Linked DNA regions of Mus musculus: region 2 is linked to region 1. The links are chromatin contacts, called in public promoter capture Hi-C maps. All regions are on one chromosome and are shown on one strand. Each heading gives the region's core, a stretch centred on a gene start, on an enhancer-like site or on the middle of the called end of the contact. The rest is flanking DNA. Distances are from core to core; before and after follow the strand shown.

Region 1 (5,522 bases), core at 1,985-4,484:
ACGCAGTGGAGATGAGTTGCCAGGAGTCTTTGGAGGTCCCAGTGGAGCCTCATATGATACTGGGAAAGTCAGGGTGCCCTCTTGGGGTTCTCAGTTTCATTAATAAAATTTAAGAACAAGCGCAAACAGAGTTGTAAGCACAAAGAACTAACTCAAACCAAAGCTGAGGGCAATGGATTAGTTTGAAAGAAGCCTAGGGCAGATGAGCTGTGTACCCCACAGCTTCCTGGAAGGAAGGAAGGAAGAGGATGGAGAGGAGACTGAGCCAATATCGAGGCTCCTGGCTAGAGATAAGGCAGGAGGCCAGATGCCTGGAGGCAGCCACAGCCTAGGGACCAGAGCCCAGTAAAAAAGGACAAGGAAACCCGAACTGTTTGGGAGCCTCCCTGCAGCTTAGGCTCTGGAGCAGCATCCGAGAGCCAAGAAATGGTCCTGCCAAAAAAGAGGAGGAAGGGACTGTGGGAGGCGACTACACCTCTCAAGTCAGGGGCTTAGACTAGATCCAGTGGAGACTAGACCTCATGGTGGCTTACAAGGCCAGTGGGGACTGCATTAGGGGTGGGAATTCTAGGAAGGAAAACAACATCTTCCTAGGAGTGTCCCCTAGCCAGATCCTGCCACATCGGCTAAACCCTTTAAGGGCCTGACTCCACCTAGAGGTGGCTGCTTTCTTCCAGTGGGATTGCAGGTGCAGGCTGCCATCCCAGGCCTCTTGGCTTCCTTTCCAATGTAGGTTTTGTTCTCAGTATCATTTCAGCCCTAAGAATGCTTTCTGTTCCAGCGTGTGCATGTGTGTGCCTGCAGGCACAGGCACTCCAGGAATCACGTCTCAGATGTTAAATTGTGGCCTCAGGTGTGCTTTACCCACTGAGCCATCTAACTGACCCCATTCTATTTTTGAACCTGTGTTTGTTTGTTTGTTTGTTTGGAGACAGGGTCTTTCTTTGTAGTCCTGGCTGGCCTAGAACTCACAGAGATCCTTCTACTTCTGCCTCCAAAGTGCTAGGATTAAAGATACGTGCCACCGGGCTGAAGAGATGGCTCAGCAGTTAAGAGCATTGTCTGTTCTTCCAGAGGTCCTGAGTTCAATTCCCAGCAACCACATGGTGGCTCATAACCATCTGTAATGGGATCTGATGCCTTCTTCTGGTGTCTCTGAATACAGCTACAGTGCACAATTAAAACAAGAGTCCCATGTAGCTCAGGCTGTCCTCAAATTTACCATGTAGCTGAGGCTAGCCTTGAACTCCTAATCTTCCTGCATTTAGCTCCTAAGTGCTGATATTGCATGCTTACACTCTGAGCAGGGGGCTTATAAAGGGGAAAGGCACAACTTTGGTACTTCTCATTGATGTAGCTGTGATGGCTGTTAGCAAGCATGACAGGATATGAACTTTTAGTAAGAATAAGGAGGCAGGTGGGTTTCTGAGTTTGAGGCCAGCCTGGTCTACAGAGTGAGTTCCAGGACAGCCAGGGCTATACAGAGAAACCCTGTCTGGGGAAAAAAAAAAAAAAAAAAAGGGAGCCAGGTGGTGGTGGCGCATACTTTTAACCCTAGCATTTGGGAGGCAGAGGCAGGTGGATCTCTGAGTTTGAAACCAGCCTGATCTACAGAGTGAATTCCAAGACAGCTAGAGATACATAGAGAAACCCTGTCTCGGAAAAACAAAAACAAAACAAAAACCAAAAAACAGGGCTGGTGAGATGGCTCAGCAAGTAAGAGTCTGAAGGTCCGGAGTTCAAATCCCAGCAACCACACAGTGACTCACAACCACCCGTAATGAGATCTGACGGCCTCTTCTGGGCAGGAGTGAGTGGGGTGGGCCGGAGAAAGCAGAGGTCCTAAATTCAATTCCCAACAACCACATGAAGGCTCACAACCATCTGTACAGCTACACTGTACTCATATACATAAAATAAGTAAATATTAAAAAAAAAACAAAGTAGAGGTGGAGACAGGTTTGTTTTTGCTTGATGGGAGCAGAAAGCCTTGTGGTTACAAAAGCAGGCCAGAGCAGGTTAGCAAAAATTCCTGTAAGTGCCTGAGGGTCAAGCTGACCTCAATGTCAGCCCAAGGTCAGGTCAGGATTTAGCAAAGATGTTTTTCTTGCTTCACTCTTATGGCCTCACAGGTGTTCTACATAGACTTACATGTAGGCAAAACAGCCATGCACATGAAGTAAATACACTAGTAATAATTTAAAACTTTGGTGGCCATCGTGGCACATATCTTTAACTCCAGCACTTAGTAGGCAGAAGTAGAGGCAGGCAGATCTCTGAGTTTAGGTCAGCCTGGTCTACATGGAGTATATGAGTACACTATAGCTGTACATATGGTTGTGAGCCTTCATGTGGTTGTTGGAAATTTAATTTTAGGACATCTGCTCGCTCTAGTCGGCCACCACTCACTCAGGCCCAAAGATTTATTTAATAAGTACATGGTCGCTGTCTTCAGACATACCAGAAGAGGGCCAGATCTCACTACAGGTGGTTGTGAGCCACCATTTGAACTCGGGACCTTCGGGAAAGCAGTCAGTGCTCTTACCCGCTGAGCCATCTCACCAGCTCCACAGTGAACCTTTATATTCTACTTTGTGACCTTAACCTTTGGGGCGGGATCTGCGCCATTCTGCATGATGCACACGCATGTTTAGTCATTTGAAGACTTCCCCACTGAGGCTGAGGACGGGAAGACAAGAAGGAAGTAAGACAGTGTATACACAGGGACACAATGATTTCCTAATGGCTAGCTTCAGGGTTTCACAAGTCACCCGAGCACCAGTAGTAGCCCCTAGAAGCCCACAGTTATAGCAGTCCTTCGCTAACCTAGGCCTTCTTGCCTTCCCTGTTCCTTTAAGACTAAAGGAGCCATCGGCTTGGCCCACCAGCTTCCCAGTCATCTTCAACCCCAACACGCCCTGGGAACACAACGCCTTTCAGAAGGCAGATAAATGGCCCTGGATTGGAACCGGGCGTGATTTAAGACGTGGGGGAAGCAGGTGGAGGTGAAAAAAATCTCGGGATCTACACATGGGCTGTCAAATGTCATGGCTCTTCATGGGACACGTGTTCAGAAAATCATGGAGTGGGCATGATTGGAGGGTAGAGCTACTTAGAGGGGAGTAGGAAAAGAAAACAGACAGGCTGAGGGGAGGAACCAAACTGGGAGCCTCACAAGAGGAGCGATGCACCGCCTCCGGCCCTAACCACGCCCACAGAGGGATCGGCGGTCACGTGGTGCCCAGTGGGTTGGCCTCCGGAGTGAAGATGGCGTCAGTGAGGAAGGCTTTCCCGCGGAGGCTGGTGGGCTTGACGTCCCTCCGGGCTGTAAGTGCTCCCCAGGCGGGTGACAGTCATGGGATCGGGCGGGCCTCCTCAGCTGCTGTGACAGGCGGAGGAGCGGGACCGCTCGAGGGACTGTTGCCGGGAGGATTTGAGAGTTCCGGACCCAGCCGGTCTGGCTCAGATCCATTGCAAGAAACGGGGAAACTGAGGCGGCGGGAAGAGAATCGACCCGCTGTGACTGTGGAGACCGGGGACACCATCCTGGGCGTCCTACCTCCCTTACGGTGACCCTGACTCCTTCCCCTATTTGAGCTTCGGATCTCTCCGGCCCTTCATTAGTGGAAAACAGTGTTCAGTGTGGGAAACACAAGCATCCCTGTCTGCCGCCTTACTCGGCCCTTGTTGCTTTTATGGACGCCTGGGGAGAACTTGGATCGCGTGGGCCGGACAGGGATTCCCTCAGAACTGTCCTTTGGGCATGTTTGGTCCTGGCATTCTGACCACGCGCAGTTATTTGAAGGAAGGGGGGGGGGGCAAAAAGAGCTGTGCTGGCTAAACCGCAAACTGGTGTCCGGGTGATCTGCCACTTTCTAGGCTGAGTGACAGAGGTGTGTACTCAGCTTGCTTATACGTAAAATGCAGAGTCTCAGGATGATTTAGTGAGTGACCAGTCAGTCGGTGGTGGTGCTTTGTGAGAGTTGGACTTAGGAGCGATCAGCGCCAGCGTCACTGCTACACCCTCAGCTCTGTGATGGCGCTGTTACGATTTTATGTTGGGGAGTTTAGGCATTGTATTAGCACTTGGAAAAACTACTTTCCTTGCAGCTCGTGGGTGCCTCTCAGAAAGCCCAGAAAGCCACTTCTGGCCGGGCATGGTGGCTCACGCCTTTAATCCCAGCACTCGGGAGGCAGAGGCAGGCGGATTTCTGAGTTCGAGGGGAGCCTGGTCTACAAAGCGAGTTCCAGGACAGCCAGGACTACACAGAGAAACCCTGTGTCGAAAGAAACAAAAACAAAAAAAAAACAAAAAAAAAAAAAAACAAAAACAAAAAAAATGGGAAAGAAAAAGAAAGCCACTTCTGCATCTTTAGTCTACCCACTTCCAATGATTGCTCAGGGATCAAATGAAAAGGCAAATATCAACGTGAAAAGTTAAGGAAATAAACCCGAGGGGGAGAGGGGGAGAGAATGAGAATTAAGTAACATGGTGGGTCATAATATCTATCTATCTATCTATCTATCTATCTAAGACAAAGTTTCTTTCTATATAACTTTGGTATTCACTACATAGACCAGGCTAGCTTCAAACTCAGAGCCTGCTATGACTCTGGGCTTACAGGCATGGACCACCATGCCCAGCTAGGGATAATTTTTACAAACTAGTGTGAGGAAATGATCCCTCATGAGTCTTATGGCACAAGATGGCACTTTTATTTCATTTGGTTTGGTTTGGTTGTTCCGTTTTTGGTTTGGTTTGGTTTTTAAAGGCAGGCTTACTCATCCTTGGCTGTCTGGACTCAATTAGTAGACCAGGCTGGCTTTGAACTCACAGAGATCTACTTGCCTCTGCCTCCCAAGTCCTGGGATTATTAAAGGGATTAAAGGCATGCACCACCAGGTGAGCTATCTGACTTGGGTCTGAGAACCCTACTCAGATCTTCTGTGGAGCCATCTCTTCGACCCTGGGCTTTTTAAAAATTTCTCACATATCTCAGGCTGACCTCAAGTTTGCTGTGTAGCAACTTGAAAGCAGCCATGAGCTTCTGATTCCCCCTGCTTCCATCTCCCAAGCGCTGGGCCTCAGGCCTCGGGCCGCGAGCCACCACACCTGGCTGGGTTGTTGTGTTTAGAGCTGTGTGCTGGAGGAAGTGGAACTAAGTTCACTGTGTTCCAGAAAAGGAAGTTGGAAGCAGGCTCTGCTTCAGTGTGTACTCACTGAGCCTCTGCTATGTCTCAGGGCCTTGGGAAGAGCAATGCACAGATCCAGTCCCTGACCTGTGACACTCGCGCCCCTCTGGGCGTTTTAGGTCTTTTTAGTCTGACAGTCTGTTGGAGGGAGACGTCGTTATATGGACCTTTCACTCAGCTTGACGACTTCTTGGGTTGTATTATTATTATTATTATTATTATTATTAATGTCATTATTAATTTTTAATTTTATGTGTATTGGTGTTTGCCTGCATGTCTGTCTGTCTGTGTGAGGGTGTTGGATCCTTGAGTTGGAATTCCAGACAACG
Region 2 (5,522 bases), core at 1,166-3,665, 75 kb after region 1:
AGAAAAAGACTTCACCATCCCCAGTTTTCAGTCAGTGACTTCCAAGAATGAAGCAACAACAAGCAGAGAGGACTATGGATATCCTCAAGTAGATGGAAACCAGCGCTGTCAACCCAACGTAGCCCAGCAAAAACTGGTAGCAGATGACAGAAATAACAAAAGTTTACACAGTCCCATACATAGGAATCTTGGGTTCTCCACTTCCAGTCTTAGAGCTAACCAGTTCCCAGCAGTGACCCCCTCATTCTCCACCTACCACCAATCTATGGGCTTCATAGTTTTTACACTCAAAACCTGATAAAGGACTGCTAACTTTATCTGTCATGAAAATTGTTTCCAATCCAGTGATAGGAGCAAAAGCTAAGTCATCTCCCAGTAAGGTCTCTAACAAGTGAGCCTAGAGGCTAGATGAAGGCAGAGTGAATACATAGTTAATTTACACTTAAAACACCAAAATCCAATAGCAGGAATCCCAAAAACACAGGTGTGGAATCAGCCTTTTGGCTAATAATGGTCTGGAAGCAAGATTTGGTTGCAAATTCAATACTGCTCTATAATCATCTTGCCACTTCACAAACCTGTGAGAGCTTGCTATGTTAAAAGGAGGTTGGAAAGCCAGCGTGCAGGCTTGCAATTTTCTCTTTGCAGTCAGCGTGTTTCTGAATATCAACGTTTCAGGTCCTTTGCACAGGGGTCTCTCAACAGTTTCCTCACCTCTCTCTTCACAACACATTCAGTTCTCCCTCCCCAGTGGGTACAGAAGCCAAGAGCTCACATAGCTGCTACTGAAATACATCCCCAGCCCCAAGGTAATTTTCTCTCTGGGAAATGAAAAGCCAAATTAGGGCTGTCAGAGGTAGAGGCCTTGCCTACTAGTGTTAGCATATGAGTCCCTGCCAATAACACCAAACACAACAACAACAAAAACCACCAAACACCCTTTTAAATAATTATTAGGAGTTTAAGAAAATTTACTTAACCTTTTTCTAACTTGACATTTCATGCACAAATAGACCATTCCAAAATTTAAATTCTAATGGGGGAAAAAAACCCTACAGATATTATATTACATGGAGGATTTTTATTTTTTTTAACCTGATGGCAGAAACAACAAAATGAGGGTGGTTACTTTAAGGTCAGTCACAAATCTTATAGTGTTCAGAAAGACAATCTGGGACTTGGAAATAATGACCATTTATTAGATGCCCACAAAGGGTTATTGTAAAAAGAACTTGTAAATATGTCTGACCAAAGGTCCCCAAGGCCTCCAAAGAAAGTAAAACACAAGACAATTGAAACATTTACGTTTTCGCTGACTTATAACAACAGCTTCTGAAGAAGTGTATCTCTGAGCTAAAGGAGGGTAGTTAAAAAGTGGCCCGGAGGTTGAGAGGTAGTGACCCAACTAGGAACAAGAAGAGTGAATGGGGTCCCTGACTGGAAATTCTGATGGTGATTAACACTTATAAAGAGCACTTGGGTCTAGCTGGTATTTCAGGAAGAAACTAGAGAAGGGACAGGTCGAGCAGAGAACTCCTCCAAAGTCCCGAGCTGGTGCTGGCTAGGAACCTAGATTGCATGTGTAAGTCCGCTCGCTGTCTCCCTCCACCACTTCCTCTTCCACTCAGCTCGCTGGACACTTCACCTTTTAGGAACCTCAGGCCCAGGCTAGAATGCTGACAAGCCATGTCACACCCTTTGGTGTTTTCGGCTAGAGACTACAGTGAAAACGATTCTAATTCCCACCATACCCTCTTCGTAGAGCTCAGAGAAGCCTAGACACCCGGGGGACCGCGAGGGGATACAATGTATTTAAAAAGTAACAGTTTCTAAAAAGGAGCAACAAAGTAGTTAAGTGCAATTAAACATGGTTGCTCATCACAGCCTGGTCCCACCTTCCAGTATGTCAGAGCGGAGTTAACACGCTCACGCCCTCATCCAGGACCCGAGCTCCAGGAGCAGAGCTCGAAAAACCCCAAGGCGTTCCCCGTTTTCTCGGCTAAAGGGCAGGGTACAGCACAGGGGTCCTCGAGCCGCAGGACCCCCAAGCAGCGGACGGAGTCGCTCGGCTGCAACGGGGAAACAGCTGGCGCGGCTGCCCGAACCCCGGGGAGAGCCGCAAGGCCCGGCCGCCCCTCCAGTCCTCAGCCCCCAGCCGGGGTGCGCCCGCCGGCCGCGAACTCCCCACTGCCCCGCGCCGCTCCGTGGGGCCTGGCTCCGGGTCGGAGGAGAACCCCACTGCGCCCTGCCCGCGACCGTTACAGGGCCCGCGCCGCGCCCAACGCCCGCCCGCGCCGCCCGCCCGCCCGCCGCTCACCTTCTTGGGGTCCGGGTTCGCAGCCAGGCGCGCCTGGAGCTTCTCCACAACTTGGAGCGCCGACTCCGCCGCCATCGCTGTCACTGGCGCGGCCTCCTCGCCGGAACTGGGCTCGCGTCGCGTCCTCGGGCCGCAACTCCGCCCTCCGTGAGGGCCCGGCGGAGACGGAAGCGCGAATGGTCCCTTCCGGGCCTCCGCTGGGGGTGTGTGTATGTGTGGAAGGCCTCAGGACCCGCCCCCGCGCCAGACCACGCCCACTATATCACGGCGATCTGTCGAATACAGCACAGGTCACGCCCCCGACACGCCCAACCCAGAGCCACGCAACCAGCCACGCCCCCAAGCCTGTATTCTGCAAGCCAAACTCTGGCTTTAACTCTCACGCACCGCCTTTCCAGTCATACGCTCGTTTTCGCCTAAGGGTGGGTGGAGTCAGTGATCAGGGTCCGACGCGGCTCCAGGGACCCTTGGAGTGGAAGGAAAGAACTGACTCAGGTAAATTATCTGACTTCCACCTGCAAGCTGTGACACACCCTCGCAATAAAAGAAATCGTGTAATTTTAAAGTAACTTAACGGTATTGTAATTTTGGGAAAGCAATCCAGGCTGTCTGGTTTCAAGGCAATTTGAAACACTAGAAATAAAAATAATAACACATTATTAACCACCTTGTCTGCAAAATCAGAGAGCAGCCCCTTTTATTAGACTGTTCATGTGACATTCTTTTCTTTTCTTTCTTTCTTTCCTTTCTTTCTTTCTCTCTTTCTTTTTATTTCTTTTCTCAAAAAGGATTTCTATGTGTAGCCTTGGAGGTCCTGGAACTCACTCTGTAGACGAAGCTAGCCTTAAACTCACAGAGATCCACCTGCCTCTACGTCCTAAGGGCCAGGATTAAAGTTGTATGCCACCACCACCTGGCTCCATTTAAAAATAAATTAAATCATAATGAATAAAAAGTCATAATATATTAAAAACCAAACTGAACTACATGAGATTCTGTCAGAAAAGAGCCGCTGGGCGTGGTGGTGCACGCCTTTAATCCCAGCACTCGGGAGGTAGAGGCAGGAGGATTTCTGAGTTCAAGGCCAGCCTGGTCTACAAAGTGAATTCCAGGACAGCCAGGGCTATACAGAGAAACCCTGTCTCGAAAAACCAAAAAAGAAAAAAAGAAAAGAAAAGAGCCAGGCAGTGGTGATGCATGCCTTTAATCCCAGCACTTGGGAGGCAGAGGCAGGTGGATTTCTGAGTTCAAGGCCAGCCTGGTCTACAGAGGGAGTTCCAGGACAACCAGAGTTACACAGAGAAACCCTGTCTCAAAAAACCTGTATATCCCTGGCTGTCCTGGAACTCACTTTGTAGACCAGGCTGGCCTTGAACTCAGAAATCCACCTGCCTCTGCCTCCCAAGTGCTGGGATTAAAGGTGAATGCCAAAAATAAATCTTTTAAATAAGAAAGAATAAATGTTGAGGCATTGTCTCAGTAGGTAGCCTTGGCTACCCTGGAACTAGTTATATAGCCTGAGCTATATAGCCTTGGCCTGCCTCCAATTCACAACAATCCACCTGCCTCCGCCTCCGCCTCCGCCTCCGCCTCCGCCTCCGCCTCCGCCTCCGCCTCGGAGTGCTTGGATTAAACCAATTGACATCCAGGCCAAAAACCATCCCCCTAAAAATAAAACTTTATAAACATAGAGTCCAGAGAGATGGCTCAGTGGCTAAAGAGCTTACCAGATAATTGGCTGATGGCTGAATTTTATCCTTGGGACCATCCTAAAGGTGGGAGGAGAGAATTGGCTATCCTCTGACCTCTGCACACTCATCCTGGCATTCTGGCACATATGAATCTCTCTCTCTCTCTCTCTCTCTCTCTCTCTCTCTCTCTCTCTCACACACACACACACACACACACACACACACATTAAATGGAATATAAGAAAAGAAGGGAAACAAGAAAGGAATGAAGAAAGAAAGGAGACAAGTGCTGTCGTGGTGGTGCACGCCTGTAATCCCAACACTCGGGAGGCAGAGGCAGGCAGATTTCTGAGTTCGAGGCCAGCCTGGTCTACAGAGTGAATTCCAGGACAGCCAGGGCTATACAGAGAAACCCTGTGTCGGAAAGAAAGAAAGGAAGAAAGAAAGAAAGGAAGGAAGGAAGGAAGAAAGAAAGAAAGAAAGAAAGAAAGAAAGAAAGAAAGAAAGAAAGAGAGAGAGGAAGGAAGAAGACAAACTGTCTAGTTAAGAAGGAATACTGAATTCTCTTCTCCTGGAAAACAGCATACAAAGTCCTCCAGTTGAACATGTTTGTTTTGCTTAACTGTGGCCACAGTTCTCCTCACAGGTTCAGGTTTCTAAACTGACTACATCTCTCAGTGTTTCACGAGTGGATATATACTTAGGGATTACACCTTCCCCCACACCTCAAAGCTACTCTGAAGCTGTGGTGCACCAGCATTTAATCCCAGCATTCAGAAGGTAGAGTCAGGCAGATCTCTGAGTTTGAGATCAGTCTAGTCAACATAAGGAGTTCCAGGACAGCCAGGACTACATAAAAAGACCCTGTCTCAAATAGATGGATAGATAGATAGATAGATAGATAGATAGATAGATAGATAGATAGATAGATAGACAGACAGACAGATAGAAGCTTTGGCTCACTGATACAATGTTTGCTTAGCTTGTAGGAAGTCCTGACTGCCATCTCCTTTCCTTACACAAAGAATAACAAAATAACTGAGTACTTTCAAATGTCCTGCATTTATATACATTGTATCCAGTAGTAGCCTGCAAGCTTCCTTTAGCTATTTATCTTGCTTATTTTGGTTGTCTTTTCATTCTTTGAGCTCAGAGAGTGTCTCTGTGCTCTGTAGCTGATAGATGCTCGATGGCTAAGTTGATGGTCACAGGGATGGCTCAGCAGGTCAACCTGCTTGCAGGGAATGTCTGGCAGAAGCAGACTGAGGCTGGCTGAGTGTGTCTTCCTGGTGGCACAGCTCTGTGCTATGCCGTTCATCTCTCCCTCCCAGCATGTCCTGAAGAATCTTAAGGATGGGGCATCCCTCTCAGCATCCCAAGACTTGGGAAGGTAAAAGAAGGACCTTCAATTTGGTAAAGGAAAAAACCAAATGGAAAACTGAGTGATGATTTTAATCCCAGCACTCATGTGGCAGGGGCCAGTCTGGATTACAGAGCAAGTTTCAGAGCAGCCA

The links. Capture Hi-C pulls out chosen DNA fragments and counts their contacts.
Region 2: a promoter capture Hi-C map of liver shows a contact between it and region 1. The contact joins the promoter of Eloa here to the promoter of Hmgcl in region 1. A contact is called at or near these places in 2 of 39 promoter capture datasets (erythroid cells and macrophages), 3 of 484 Hi-C or Micro-C datasets (ECoMG-derived neutrophils, forebrain and uterus), 10 of 115 datasets of contacts at active chromatin or transcription factors (the 230-238 cell line, CD8 T cells, the HPC-7 cell line and 6 more) and 3 of 9 other capture datasets (adipose tissue, liver and pancreatic islet).

What each region holds. Positions count from the first base shown.
Region 1 is chr4:135,943,214-135,948,735 of GRCm38.p6, forward strand. Hmgcl (3-hydroxy-3-methylglutaryl-Coenzyme A lyase) reads left to right here and starts at 3,235. Exons shown (of 9, transcript NM_008254.3): 1 at 3,235-3,327. The coding sequence starts at 3,268.
Region 2 is chr4:136,019,234-136,024,755 of GRCm38.p6, forward strand. It overlaps Eloa (elongin A), which reads right to left and starts at 2,416. Exons shown (of 11, transcript NM_013736.4): 1 at 2,318-2,416. The coding sequence starts at 2,392.